Regions from separate parts of the Mus musculus genome. Here region 2 is linked to region 1. The links are chromatin contacts, called in public promoter capture Hi-C maps. All regions are on one chromosome and are shown on one strand. The core of a region is the stretch at or near the end of the contact, and the rest is flanking DNA. Distances in the headings are between cores, read along the strand shown.

Region 1 (6,834 bases), core at 40-2,539:
CAGCCCTCTTACCTCACTCAGGACCAATCAGCTTGAGAGTCAGTTGATGATACGTTAGCTAGCGAGTACTGCCTCCACCCTTCTGGACTTCTGGACTTGTTTTTTTTCCTATAAAAATCCTGCTCTAAGAACAGACCAATACCACAATTAGGCTCCCAAGTCCTTTTTTTTTTTTTTTTTGTGGTCCTGATCAGTCAGTCTCGGGGTGTGTGTTCAATAAATCATTGTTGCTTAACTGAGATCAGTGTTCGTATGGTTTGTGGGGCGATTCCTGGACCCCAACAATAACCTCAAAATCAATGTTTTCTATTTTCTTAAAGGAGGGGCAGTTGGAAGCTTGCCATCACAAAGATGAAGGCTGAGAACAGTGCTGAGCTCTTTGAGCAAGTTTCTGTTAAAGGCCCAGAACAGCAAGTCCACAGCACCAGAAAGATGGTTGCCAAGGAATGAAGTCCAATAGAAGGCTGGAGGTGACAGCCAAGGGGTGTGAGATTCCTTATGGGCTGACATAAGTGTCATCATGTTTTAACAAGGGGACCCAACCCTGTGACTGTACTAACAGTCGCTGAATGACAGTGAACTTTCTTCTCTTTCCTTTTATCCCTTTCTTTCTTCCTTCCTTTCTTTCTTTTCTTTCTTTTCTTTCTTTCTTTCTTTCTTTCTTTCTTTCTTTCTTTCTTTCTTTCTTTCTTTCTTTCCTTCTTTTAGTTTATTATATGTTATTTAGTGTGTGTGTGTGTATATTTTACAGAACACTGAGCCATCTTGCCAGTCCCATAGGTAGACTTTCATAATCAGACTGTATGGTACATGAGGCACAGTTCAACTAAGCTGCTAACAAAAAAGTGGAATCAGGCCAGGCAGTGGTGGCACACTCCTTTAACCCCAGCACTCAGAGGCAGAAACAGGCAGATCTCTGTGAGTTCGAGGCCAGCCTGATCTACAGAGTGAGTTTTCAGGACAGCCAGGTCTACACAGAGAAACCCTGTCTCGAGAAACCAAAAGAAAGGGGCAGGGGTGGGTCGGGTAGAGATCAGGCGCTCTGGAAGAAGGATGAAGTCTGTCTTTGCCACTCCTGTCCCAGTTCTGTCCCTTGAGTCTGTGTCTTTGGCCAGGGGTTCCCCCTCCTTGTCTAATCTGTCAGCTAGCTACAGATGGGGTCTGCTCTTCCTTGGGGCTTCTGTTCCCTTAAATCTGTGGTTTGTGGAACACAGAGACCTGAGGATTCCGGGGTTGGGATGGAGACGGTGAACAAAGGAAGGGTGCTAAGGGTCTGAGGAGATTTTTCCAGAAGGGACAAAGCCCCCTCTGGAGCAGGACGGCTCCAGAGAGGAGGGATGGTTAGGGGAGCCTTAATGGGAAAAAGGTGGGGGGAAGTTACAGACCACAGGGGAAGAAAGAGAAACTTAGCCACGGCCACAACTGCTGGTGCCTTTTGAGAGCCGAAGCAGGCCAGGAGCTGCTACTTCCCACAGGTGGGATGGGGGTCTGGTGTCAGACACTTCCCACCCCACCGGGTAGGATGGGGGGGGGCTGGGTTTGGCTTACTGTAGGGAGGTAGGTGAGACAGCAGAAGGGGTTTGGAGGGGCAAGAGGAGAAAGCTGGGTCAGCACAAATTGTCAGGGGGCATATCCTCTGTATCCCTTGGGTGAGCAGGGCACTTGTGGTGTCCCCAAGGCCTGGCACCTGAGTGGTACATGGGGTCACCCTTAAACAGTGAATGAGCGGCCCAGGCATTCATGAGAGGGGAGGCAGGACAGCCCTGTGAGCAGCGCCATCTGGAGAGTCGAGCAGATATGGGTGGGAATCCTTTTCCTTGGAAATGAGCCACGTGGTGTTGGGCAAGAAGGTGGGCGACTCTGAGCTGCTGTTTCCTTTTTCTATCCAACAGGAAGAGCTGAGCCATACCTCACAGGGCTGTGAAGAGAAGACAGCTCAAGAACATCCAGCAGAGAGGAGGCCGTTCCATGGGCAGTAGCTGGCCTGCTGTGGCTTAGAAAGGACAAGGCCCCGAGATCCTGCAGGTCATGGGCTCTCCCCGGAGGGCTTCGGGAGTGGGGGGTGTTGACCTTGGAGACCTAGGAAATGTGAAACACAGCTAAGACAGCACGGTCGAAACAGTGCTGAGGTCGCCCTAAAGGAGCTCCGGGCTGCGTAAACGGCTCATTCAGTTAAACAAACAGCTTGCTTTGGAAGCATGGGGACCTGAGTTTGATGATCAGAGCATGCGCTCTGTGTGTCTGCTAAAGCGGGTGTGTGTGTGTGTGTGTGTGTGTGTGTGTGTGTGTGTATGGGAAGGCAGGAGATGGCTCAGTGGTTAGAGTTCTGTCTCTTCTTATAGAGGATCTGGGTACCCAGCACCTACATAGTGGCCACAAACACCTGTAATTCCAGTTCTAAGGGATCTGAAACCCCTTTGCCCTCCCTGGGAGCCTGTCTGCATTCACATGGTGAACAAACACTTACACACACACACACACACACACACACACATTAAAAATGAATAAACCTTAAACAACAAATGAAGGCAGGCAAAAGGCAGCCATATGTCCTACACCCTTGAAATGTCAGTGCTGGCATAGCCGAGACAGGCAGATCCCTGAGGCTAAGGCTAGCCCAGGGATAACCAGGGCTACACAGAGAAACCCTATCTTGAAAAACCATGCATTGAAGCAGCATTTATACCATGGGCTGGCTGATGCTCTCTCTCTGTCTCTGTCTCTGTCTCTGTCTCTGTCTGTGTGTGTGTGTGTGTGTGTGTGTGTGTGTGTGTGTTTCTGTGTCTGTCTGTGTTTGTCTGTGTAGCCCAGGCTGGCCTCAAAATCACAATGTAGCCAAGAATGACTTGGGACTCTAGATACTCCTGCCTCCAACTCCTGAGATCCTAGGCCTGGGCCACCACCTCTGGTCTTACATGGTGCTTGTGTATGCTAGGCAAGCTCACTACCAATTTAGCTGCACCCCAGCCCCCAATAGGCTCTCTTTTAAGTCTATGCTAGTGTTTTAAAAGCTCTAAGATGTCATTCAAGGCACTGCAAGTTCCACCTTGATGAGGCTAGCATCGCATTTTCTCTGCATCCTCTGGAAGGACTTGAGGACAGAGCAGGATTGTGTTGTAGGTAGCGGTAGAGATCTGCAGTTTTGCACCAGCTGTGGGTTAGAGCCTACTCTGGACCTTGGGCAGGTTTCCTGAGCCTCTTTCTCAGGCTCATTGTGCTGCATAGGGCTGGCTCCTGGTTAAGCGCCAGCCTGGCTCGACTCCTCCCTGGAGCCTGATCATGGCAGGGTTCAGGTGCACTGCAGGTGTAGCAATGGGGTCTCAGGCCTGGTGGGTGCTTGACTGGATGTCTCCTTGGTAACCCTAGCTTATGCCCCTCGCTTTGGGAATCCTGCTGGCTCCAGAACAATGGAAAACAGAAACACCCACACACACCCAGAGAGCAAGGCGGACGCTCCAGCAGTCCAATCAAGTTCTGGCCTGAGTTCCACCAAAAAGAAGACAGATTCGGAACCCACTGTCTCAGCTGGTCAGGTGGGCAGACCTCCACTTCCGGTTCCGAGCTCCATTCCCAGCACAGGTCGCTCACTTCCTACCTTTCTGTCTTGTTTGCTTATCCAGACAGGGTTTCTCTGTGTAGTCCTGGCTGTCTTGGAACTCATTCTATAGATCAGACTGCCCTCCAACCCACAGAGATCCACCTGCCTCTGCCTCCCAAGGGCTGGGATTAAAGACAAACGCCACCCACCGCGTCCAACCTTGGGCATTTCTTAATCCATATGACCACCATATGTCCACCCCTGTCAACCTGACACCCAAAACACGTTTCTAATCCAGACCATCCCAAAAAAGCCACCAATATGGATATTGCAACAAGAGGTGACTCCATTGGGAGAGGCAGAGCCCAATCCAGTTGCCTGTCTCACACCAACCAGCGGGTAACCAGGGCCTCAATATGCAAGCCTATGGGGGGGACAGTTCACACGGCTTCTAGAGGAGAGCTGGGCAAACATTCTGGGTCTCCTTTTCTCCCATTCATTTTCTCAGCAAGCAAACATGGGGTGCCAATCCTGCTACTTAATGAGTTCTCTGCACCCCCTTCAGCCTTCTGTGTGTGCCATGGTAAGGATTACCCGGATTAAGTCCGTTGAAGCCCCGCTTCATAGCAGGCACTTGCGAGAGTTGGCTCCCACCATAATCTTTTGTTAAAACAATTTCACCCACTAGTTAATAAACTATATGGTGTTGGCTTGGCTTAAGGTCTGCCCTACCAGTCATTGATGGCCAAGAGGGAAACTAAAAATATCAGCCGGGTAGTGCTGGCATGTGCCTTTAATCCCAGCACTCAGGAGACAGGGGCAGGCAGATCTCTGTGAATTCAAGGCCAACCTGGTCTCAAGTTCAAGCTCCAGGACAGCCAAGGCTATACACAGAAACCCTGCCTTGAAAAAACAAAACACTGGGCTGGAGAGATGATGGCTCAGTGATTAAGAGCACTAACTGCTCTTACAGAGGTCCCGAGTTCAATTCCCAGCAACCACATGGTGGCTCACAACTATCTATAATGGGACCTGATACCCTCTTCTGGTGTGTCTGAAGACAGTGACAGTGTACTTATATATATAAAGCAAATTTTAAAAAAAGAAAGAAAGCCAGGGGGCTGGGGGGGGGGCAGCGGCATGGTGGCATACACCTGTAACCTCAGGATTCACGCTGACGAAGGAAGATGTCAAGTTCAAAGCCAGCCTAGGCTATAGACAGCCATTGTCTTAAACAGCTAAAGTGTCCAGCCCCTGGGCTATGGAAGGGTGATACTGTGGCAGGCATTGGCATCCTTTCAAACAGCCCTCAACACAATCCTTTGGCTCATATTCTGGGTGCCCTCCAGTTTTTTGCTGAGCAGTGGACTCAACCCCACCATCTCTCCAGGCTACCTGCTGGTGTCTCTCTTCACCTCTCTCTAGGATTTCCCTGACAGGAGGACGGACAGGAAGGAACAGGACAAGGCCCCTAGTGCCTGGGTCAAGCTCACTGGCCCACACACATCTCTGTTTCAGACTGGACTTGCAGATGCCACTGAAAGGGACAACAGAAAGCAGCCTGTGGCTCCCAGAGGACCAGAGAGGGAGCTCCGACCCACAGGATCATCCCAGGATGGGTCAGGGGAGCTTCCAACCCAGGAGCCCTCAGCAAGACCGAGGTGAGTTGTTGGGGGGGGGGTCCCTAGGAAAGGGAGTCTGGAGAGAACTGAGAGCTTTCCAGGCTAAGGCAGATCTAGTGACTGCAGGACTCTCTGCTGCTCCCCATCTTCCTGCTTCTTTCCTTTCCACCCAACCCTACTGAGGAGCAAACCCAGGACCTCGAAGATGCTAGCTTGGCCAGTGCCCTATCACTGATCTGTAACCATGACCCATTTCAGAACACTGATCAAACTAAATTATTTCCATCCACCCTTTGTCTACTCTCGGCTGCCAAGACAGAGCCAGCTTCCACGGGACTTATTCAAGGGGAGTTTATGTCTCTTGTTCAGCTTCAGATCCTTCCTGCCTGGTACCAGCCCTGGCACCTGCATGGTAGATTCTCAATAAGCATTTATTCACTAAACCTACAGAAGAATCAACAACAAACAACAAAAAAAAGATGTCAGCTGGGCATGGTGGTGCACGCCTTTAATCTCAGTACTTGGGAGGCAGAGGCAGGTGGATTTCTGAGTTCCAGGCCAGCCTGGTCTACAAAGTGAGTTCCAGGACAGCCAAGGTACACAGAGAAACCCTGTCTCGAAAAACAAAACAAAACAAAACAAAACAAAACAAAACAAAACAAAAACAAAGATGTCAATGGGCCAGCCTTGGTGGCACATGCCTCTATAACCTATCACTTGAAGGGTGGAGGAGGGAGGGTTGGTAGCCCAAGGCTAGCCTTGGCTACATAGTGAGTTTGAGCCATCTTAGACCACTTACGACAGTGTCTAAATAAATACATACATACATACATACATACATACATACATACATACATAGACAAACTTACACCATAGGGCCAGCGCGATGTCTTGAAGGGTAAAGGTTCAGTCACCAGGGGTTACGTGATAGAAGGAGAGACAGTTCCTGAAAGTTGCCATTTGACCTTCACGTGCCCGTTGTGGCATGTTAACCTACCATCCTCCCCACCTCCCCATCTCCCCCCAGGTCTCTCTCTCTCTCTCTCTCTCTCTCTCTCTCTCTCTCTCTATCTATCTATCTATCTATATATATATATATATATATATATATATATATATATATATAATGTAGTTGTGACTTGTTGTAAGCCAGCCCGCGGCCTACATAAACCGGGTATTTCTGGAAGGCAGGCTGGGGCTGAAAGAGTCTTAGACTTCAACTGAAAATAATGAAGCCAAGACAAATGTTCTGATCAAGGCCAGCCAGTTTACTAAGAGAGTGTGCTTATAGGAAGACAGGTTCAGCCTCTCGCATGTAGCAGAAGAGCAGGGCAATTGTCACTTCAAAAGGAGCCAGCCAAGTCTAAAAGCTGCACCCCAGGTGGCCCTATCTCAGTGGTGACAAGGTCTGTACCATCTCACTTCAGGCTAGAGGAGGCTACAGTGGCTGTCCTAGAACTCATTAAGTAAACGGGGCTAGTCACAGAGATCCACCTGCCTCTGCCTCCTAAGTACTGGCATTAAAAGGTGTGAGTCACCATGCCCAGCTATGATATGGGATTTTATGCGCCCACTCAAAGGCGCGTTTATTGAAGGGAGGAAGGCTCATGAGACCCCACCCTTCCTGAGGATCTTACAGAGTCTATGGTTGCTGGGGGAGGGAGAACATTTCTA
Region 2 (6,422 bases), core at 1,630-4,129, 340 kb after region 1:
GGTCACAGAACCTGTCTTTGGGGACCATGCCATGGCACCTGAGGACCCTCTAGGGATGGGCAAGGGATCCTGGGATGAGGTCAGAGAGGAACCTGAGTGATGGAGATGTAAGGGGGGTGAGGAGATGAGGACAGTCACCATGGTGGAAAGTGACCACGGTGCAGGAGGGACAGCTCCCTGGCACAGGGTAGAGGAGGTGGCAATGACACACCCAACCTGGGCAACACGGTCCATTCCTACCACATCTCTACCTCGCCTTCATCCCAGAGCCAAAAGTCTGGGTCCTGTCGTGGCACCTCCATACTGGGACTGAGGCTGAGCAGAAAGCCCTGAAGCTGAGTCACAACCACCCTCCACCTCATGTACCTTACCCGGAGTCTCAGGGTACCTAGATCATCAGAGGAGCACGGCCAGCAGCTATCCCAGCTCTTAAGCCTGTGCTTAAGGATATTCTTAAATATTCTTAGAGGATATTTATCAACACCTTCCTGCCACCCCCAAGCCTGGCTAGCTCTCCTAACTCAGGCTGGACACTGGGAAACCCTGCCAGGGGTTCGAGGACTGCGCCACTGGCCGCACGTGCCAGCCCCACATCCCAAGAGTGACTCAGCCAGCCAGCTCCACTGAACACTATGTGCTGGGCTGCTCGTGGGGGAGGGCAGGGGCCCTGATGTGGACACTCAGGGTGCCTGGGGAGCCAGAGGGCACAGCTGTGTCATCTCCCCACTATGGCTCAAGAATCTCAGACTTCCAGTCACTGCTGTGGAAGCTCAACCCTTATTGAGCCCCACCCAGCCCCATCCTATACCCAGCTTCCCTGGGGACCCCTAGAAGGCCTCTGAGTCCCTCTGCACAGCCCTGGGATCCTGGGCACCCCAACACCCCTGGCCAGATCTTTTGTACCCTGATAGCTGAACCCCTCATCACACAGTGGGGTAACTGAAGACAGAGAGCAAAGACGAGACTCTGGCTTGATTTTGGGGTGAGGCTAAGGCTAGGGCAGCCATTCCTGACCTGTCATCTGTCCCCCAGCTGGCAGCTGATGGCACAGTCATGAACACCTTTGCTCACAAGTGCCAACTACCAGAGGATGTGGACCCAACATCGGTGACCTCGGCCCTTCGAGAGGATGGTAGCCTCACCATCCGGGCGCGGCGCCACCCCCACACAGAACATGTCCAGCAGACCTTCCGGACTGAGATAAAAATCTGAGGGTCTCTCCACCCCTGGCCTCCCCCTTATCTCCTCCCCCACTGGCCTGCCGGTGAGGTCACCATGATCCCTGACAATGACCCCTCAGAACATCTCAGCCTAGGCCCCAGTCACTCCACACACTCTCAGGCCCCAGGTGGGTCACCCCTGCCCCAAACTAGGGCATCCCTCTCCATCCAACGCAGTCCAGGGACCTGTCTGCTCTCACCCAGATAGACCCTCCCTATCTAAGTTCACAATAGAGGGGCTGAGGTACCAACCTGGAGAGCAAGACGAGGGCAGAGTCTAACACAGAGTGGCGGCTTCAATGGCATTTCTGCAGGGCAGGGGACCAGAAGCCCCTTCCTGGCAAATGAGAGGCTGGCCACAAGCAGGGCTTCTGGCCTAGGTAGACTGCCTCAGGGAAGCCAGAGAGATAGCCATGACTGTTACCTTCCTTGTAACTCTCGAAACCTCAAACCCAGGGCTACCTGTCACCCTGAGGCTCTAACAGCTACATGTACCAGACAAAGACACCTGTACCTAGATGGGGTTTATTAAAATGACATGAGGCTCCTATCTCCAGCTGCTGGTGCATGAGGCCAGAGCCCAGGGCTCCTGGGTGGCTTCCCCTGCAGAGAGGGTCCTCTTTGGAAGTGAGAGGAAGAGCCAGGACTTGTACACACACACACACACACACACACACACACACACACACACACACACACACACACACACACACACACACACGCGCGCGCGCGCGCGCGCCATTGTCCTATGCCTTAAATACTCATTCCCACTGGTTGGAGCCCAATTCAAAGCATTCTAAGAGTCACAGTTAGCATCTCTGTTTTCATCAATGGAGACTGGCGTCTCTGAGCCAGTTGGATGCCCAGGTTTGTCTCTGAAGCCAGCGCTGCCTCAGCGGCTCTCAGACTCTCCCCTCTGTGTACTGGGGACACTTCCCCCCCATTCCACCTCTCCTGAGCCACATGCCCTGCTTCGCCCTAACTGCAGATGGTGGCCACAAGAAGAACCCCAAACCAGATCTCTTCTGGCCCCCAAATTCAGGGCAAAAACCCTTGTCAGCCTTAACCCTGGGGGACCTGGGCTCTGACTCAGTCTCTGCGTGTAGAATCGGGTGTAAAGGGGGAAGCTCACTGCTAATCGGGGTCCCAGGGGCCTCTACAGTCTTAGGACCCTGTGGAGGAGGGGGTGGGGTGGGGTCGTGGGAGTCTAGTCTATAACCTGTACACAATAAAAGGACAATATGACAGACTTGTGGAGACCCCACCTGAAGTTCGACCTAGGAGGAGGGACGGAGTGGATGGGGAGGACTTCTCGGCTGGGGAAGGAAGCTTAAAGTTTCCATGTGTGGGAGAGGTATCCTATTCTCAAACCCGCTTGCAGAAATCCCCGCGATTTTCTTCAAAAACGCTTACAGCACCTGTCTCCAGGCTGCCTGCCCTTCGCTTTGAATTCATTCTTTAGTTCAAGAGGAATGTCTGAGCTGGACTCAGCCAGCACTGTGTTCTGCACTGTCACAAGCCAAGGGCTACAAACGTAGCCTTTCTCCTGGATGAAGCCTCGGAGGCCCAGAGAAGCTAAGTGATTGGCCCAAGCTCACACAGCTCCGAAGATACAACCAATTGGAATCAGGGGGTAGGGCCGCTGCAGGGTGGGGTGCTGGATAGATGTAGGCTTGGCGTGTTCTGGGTGGAGGGGGGTCCCCTCGCTCCTTACCCACCCCCCAGCCCCAGGAGCTACTGAAATCAGAGTGTCAGGCTGCTCCCCAGAGCAGCTACGTTGGCGGCTGCGGTCGGAACAGGGAGGGAAGGTGGGGGCGCAGTATTTCCAGCCTCGTGAGTCACGGATTCCGCTGGGCTATTTGCAGCCCCAACACTCATCAGCGCGGGGCTGGGGTGGGGGGCGGGGCTGACAACCTTCTCCACTCGACCCCCCACCCGAGGTCAGGTTCACCTTGGCGAGAAGACCACGTCAGCCGGAGAGCCAGCGCTGGAAGGGGTACTGCCCCAGAGGTGGATGGGGTGGGGTTGTGCCACCCATCCCAGGTCTTAGTAGGCTGTTCCACACGTCGCAGCCACTGCACAGGTTCCTGCCGCTGGAAACCAGGTTCTTCTGGTCTAAGGGAGCCCTGGGCTGTCGCTCCAGCCAAGGTGACCCTGCTGACCGGGAGGGTGGGGATACGGGATGAGGGTGGGGGTGGGGTGGGGGCGGTCATCCACGAGTCTCTCCTCAGCTCCGCCTGCTGGGGCACCAGGGTTGGCCCACCCTTTGTAGACTAAATATAGATCTGGCTGCAGGTCCCGCCCCCACTGGCGAAGCTTAATTCTGAGAGCCCCATTCCTTGAGTGCCCAGTGTGAGCCAGACACCCTGGCAATCCTGAGAGAAAGATTGTGTTATCGGTTCACAAGGATAGACATGGAAGTTCAGAGGGGTCAAGTAAATGATCTAAAGTCGTCCAGCTTGGAAGTGCCATCGCTGGGACTTAAATTCTTGCCTGTGGCTCAGGAAAACTGTTGATCTGAGCTGACATGCTCCATTCGCTCCCAGACACGGAAGCCTTTACTTCTTCAGAATATAGAGGGAAGGGGGGATTCCTATGTCTTGTAACTTTGGGGAAAGACCAAGAGAAGCTGAAAAGACAGACGGAACCCTCAGAGGCCTACGAGCCAAGCCAGGGGCTGCCCCAAGCACCAGGGAATAAGAGATTAGCAAAGCTTTGGGCTTCCAAAGGCCAAAGACTTCCTCCTACAAGCTATACAGATCCAAGAGTTTAGTCTCAAAGGCAGAGTCCTGGCTGGGTGTAGCTTGGTAGAGTGCCTGTCTTGCAAGCTCCGGGTGTGGGGGTGCATGTCTGAAATCCCAGCACTCTGGGACCCAATACAGGAGGATCAGGAGTTCAGAGTTATCTTTGGCTACACAGTTTGAGGCTCGCTCGGGTTATATTAGAGCCTCTCTAAAACAAACAAACAGAAGTAGAGTTTCAGGCCTGCACTCCTTCCAGATTGTCTTCAACAGAATTTCAGCAAATAGCGCATGCCTGGTGCAGAGACGCTGACCCGTCCATTTGCTTGGCCAGCCTATGTCTCGGGGATCTAGTCCAAACTCTATGATAATGAGGCCCAGGCTCAGAGAGGGATGTTGTCTCACCCTGAGTCACACAGTAACAGCGTTCCCATAGTTGAATCATAAGTGTGGACTAAAGATCCCCAAACTCCAACCCCTAGTCTCATTCTCCTCTCCCAGACCAGCACCTCTTCTTGTGTGCTCTCTGCTTGCTTCCCAGTCAATTGCTCTTGCTCCCAAATCTGGCACAGAAAAAAATCAAAGGAGCCTCAGTAAAGAGGAGGGGGGGGGGTCCCTCCTCAGTCCTGAAGGCTGGTCACCTAGGGTCAAAATCTTGGCTTGATGCCTCTAAACAGTGTGTCATTGAGCAAGTAGCTTAAGCTCTCCGTACTCTGTAATGGCTGCAGCCACTTGTAAATAAACACACTGTCCCTAGCCCATCAGGACTTGTTCTTGGACTGATCCATCCCTCCAGGGGAAAGCAATTGAGGGTAGAGCTTAACCGCTGTGTTGCACTTCCTGGACCTCCTCTGAGAAGATGCATTCTGAGCCCTGGAGTGGAGACAGGAAGCCCCTAGAAGCCTTAGACCCCATCAATCTTGAACTTACAACAGGCCCTTACCTGGCGCTGTCTGCGAGCTTAAAACTATGTAGAATGTACAAGAACAGGTCCGTTTCCAAAAAAGTTTGCAAGTCAAGCAAAGACAGAGCTTGTGCACAGAGGAGTCTTTTATTAGAGTTTCCAAAGAAAAACCCCAGGGCAGGTAGCTATCGATCTTAGGAGGAGGAAAATGAAGGGCAAGGGGAAAAAAAAATGTGTTGTGTGAGTTAAGCCGTCCTGGAGGTCAAACACCTGAGCATGGGGAAAGGATGCTTTAGAGGAAAGAGTAAGGAGAGAGGTACCAGGAGATGGTGCACTCACGCTGTAGGCAGCATCTGAAAGAAAGAGACGAAAAACACAGAAAGCTGGGCCTTTCTGAGTCAGAACTCAGCCAAAGCGCACGGCGGATCACCGGCGCTGCACTGGAGTCAGAGATGCTAAGGACATCTCACTGAAGACTAGAGGGATAATTATTCTGCCTATCTCTTCAGTGTGGCTTAACGTGAGACCGATTTCCTACGTGTGCTGGCTAGGATTGTGCCAGCGTGACACAAGCGACCAGCCTCATTTTGGAATTACAATTGAGAAAACGCCCCATCATATTGGTCTGTACACAAGTCTGCGGTGCATTTTCTCAGTTGATTAATCATATGGGAGGGCCCAGCTAACTGGGCAGGGGCATCCTTTAGAAGAAATCAGGCTGAGCCAGCCATGGGGAGCAAGCCAGAAGCAGTGCCCTTCTGAGGCCTCCTGCCTTGAGTTCCCCAGGTGTAAGATGAAATAAAGTTTTCCTTTCCAAGGTAGTTTTGGTTATGGTGTTTGTTGTTTTGTTTGTTTGTTTTTCCAGACAGGGTTTCTCTGTCCAGCTCTGGCTCTCCTGGAACCCACTTTGTACACCAGGCTTTCCCCAATCTCACAGGGATCCTCCTGCCTCTGCCTTCCGAGTGTTGGGAATAAAGGTGTGTGCCACCACTGCCCAGCCGTTATGGTGTTTTATAACAATATAAACCCCAACTAAGAAAAACTTGGTACTGTGTCCGGTGTGGTAAATCTGATTCCGTGGTTTTGGGAGGATTGTGGAGGCACCTGAAGTTTAGGCTGTAAGAGCCATGAAATGCTGGACCCTCAGAGGGCTATTCTGTGGGAGCCTTGAAGATGCTCGAGTAATGCGGAGATAGATTACAAATGATGGACACCTAACTTGTAAAGTTTCAGAGGGAAATTCTGTGAGTCCCTTAAAGACCCTATCAGGGCCATTCGATATCTTGAATTAAGAACCACTAAAATGGCCGGGCGTGGTGGCACACACCTTTAATCCCAGCACTTGGGAGGCAGAGGCAGGCAGATTTCTGAGTTTGAGGCCAGCCTGGTCTAGAAAGTGAGTTTCAGGACAGCCAGAGCTATACAGAGAAACCCTGTCTCGAACAAAACAAAACAAAATGAGTCACTAAAATTCTGGGTGTGTTGATGTACCCCTTAAATCCCAGCACTTGGGAGGCAGAAACAGGTAGATCTCTGTGAGTTCCAAGATAGCCAGGG

Evidence for each region. Promoter capture Hi-C pulls out the DNA fragments that hold promoters and counts their contacts.
Region 2: a promoter capture Hi-C map of hippocampal neurons shows a contact between it and region 1, with 2.7 times the contacts expected there. The contact joins the enhancer-like site here to the promoter of Spata21 in region 1. A contact is called at or near these places in 5 of 39 promoter capture datasets (hippocampal neurons, liver, pre-B cells and 1 more).

Annotation. Positions count from the first base shown.
Region 1 is chr4:141,087,056-141,093,889 of GRCm38.p6, forward strand. Spata21 (spermatogenesis associated 21) reads left to right here and starts at 1,290. Exons shown (of 15, transcript NM_177867.3): 1 at 1,290-1,475; 2 at 1,893-2,025; 3 at 3,367-3,533; 4 at 5,057-5,199. The coding sequence starts at 3,408.
Region 2 is chr4:141,422,847-141,429,268 of GRCm38.p6, forward strand. Hspb7 (heat shock protein family, member 7 (cardiovascular)) reads left to right here. Exons shown (of 3, transcript NM_013868.4): 3 at 1,033-2,464. The coding sequence ends at 1,212. Among named protein-coding and RNA genes, the nearest start is that of Hspb7, 5.3 kb to the left of the region's middle. Within about 2 kb of position 2,880, at least 237 of the 459 cell types and tissues checked have an H3K27ac peak or open chromatin away from gene starts, as enhancers often do. A contact at or near this core is called in hippocampal neurons, where this site is marked.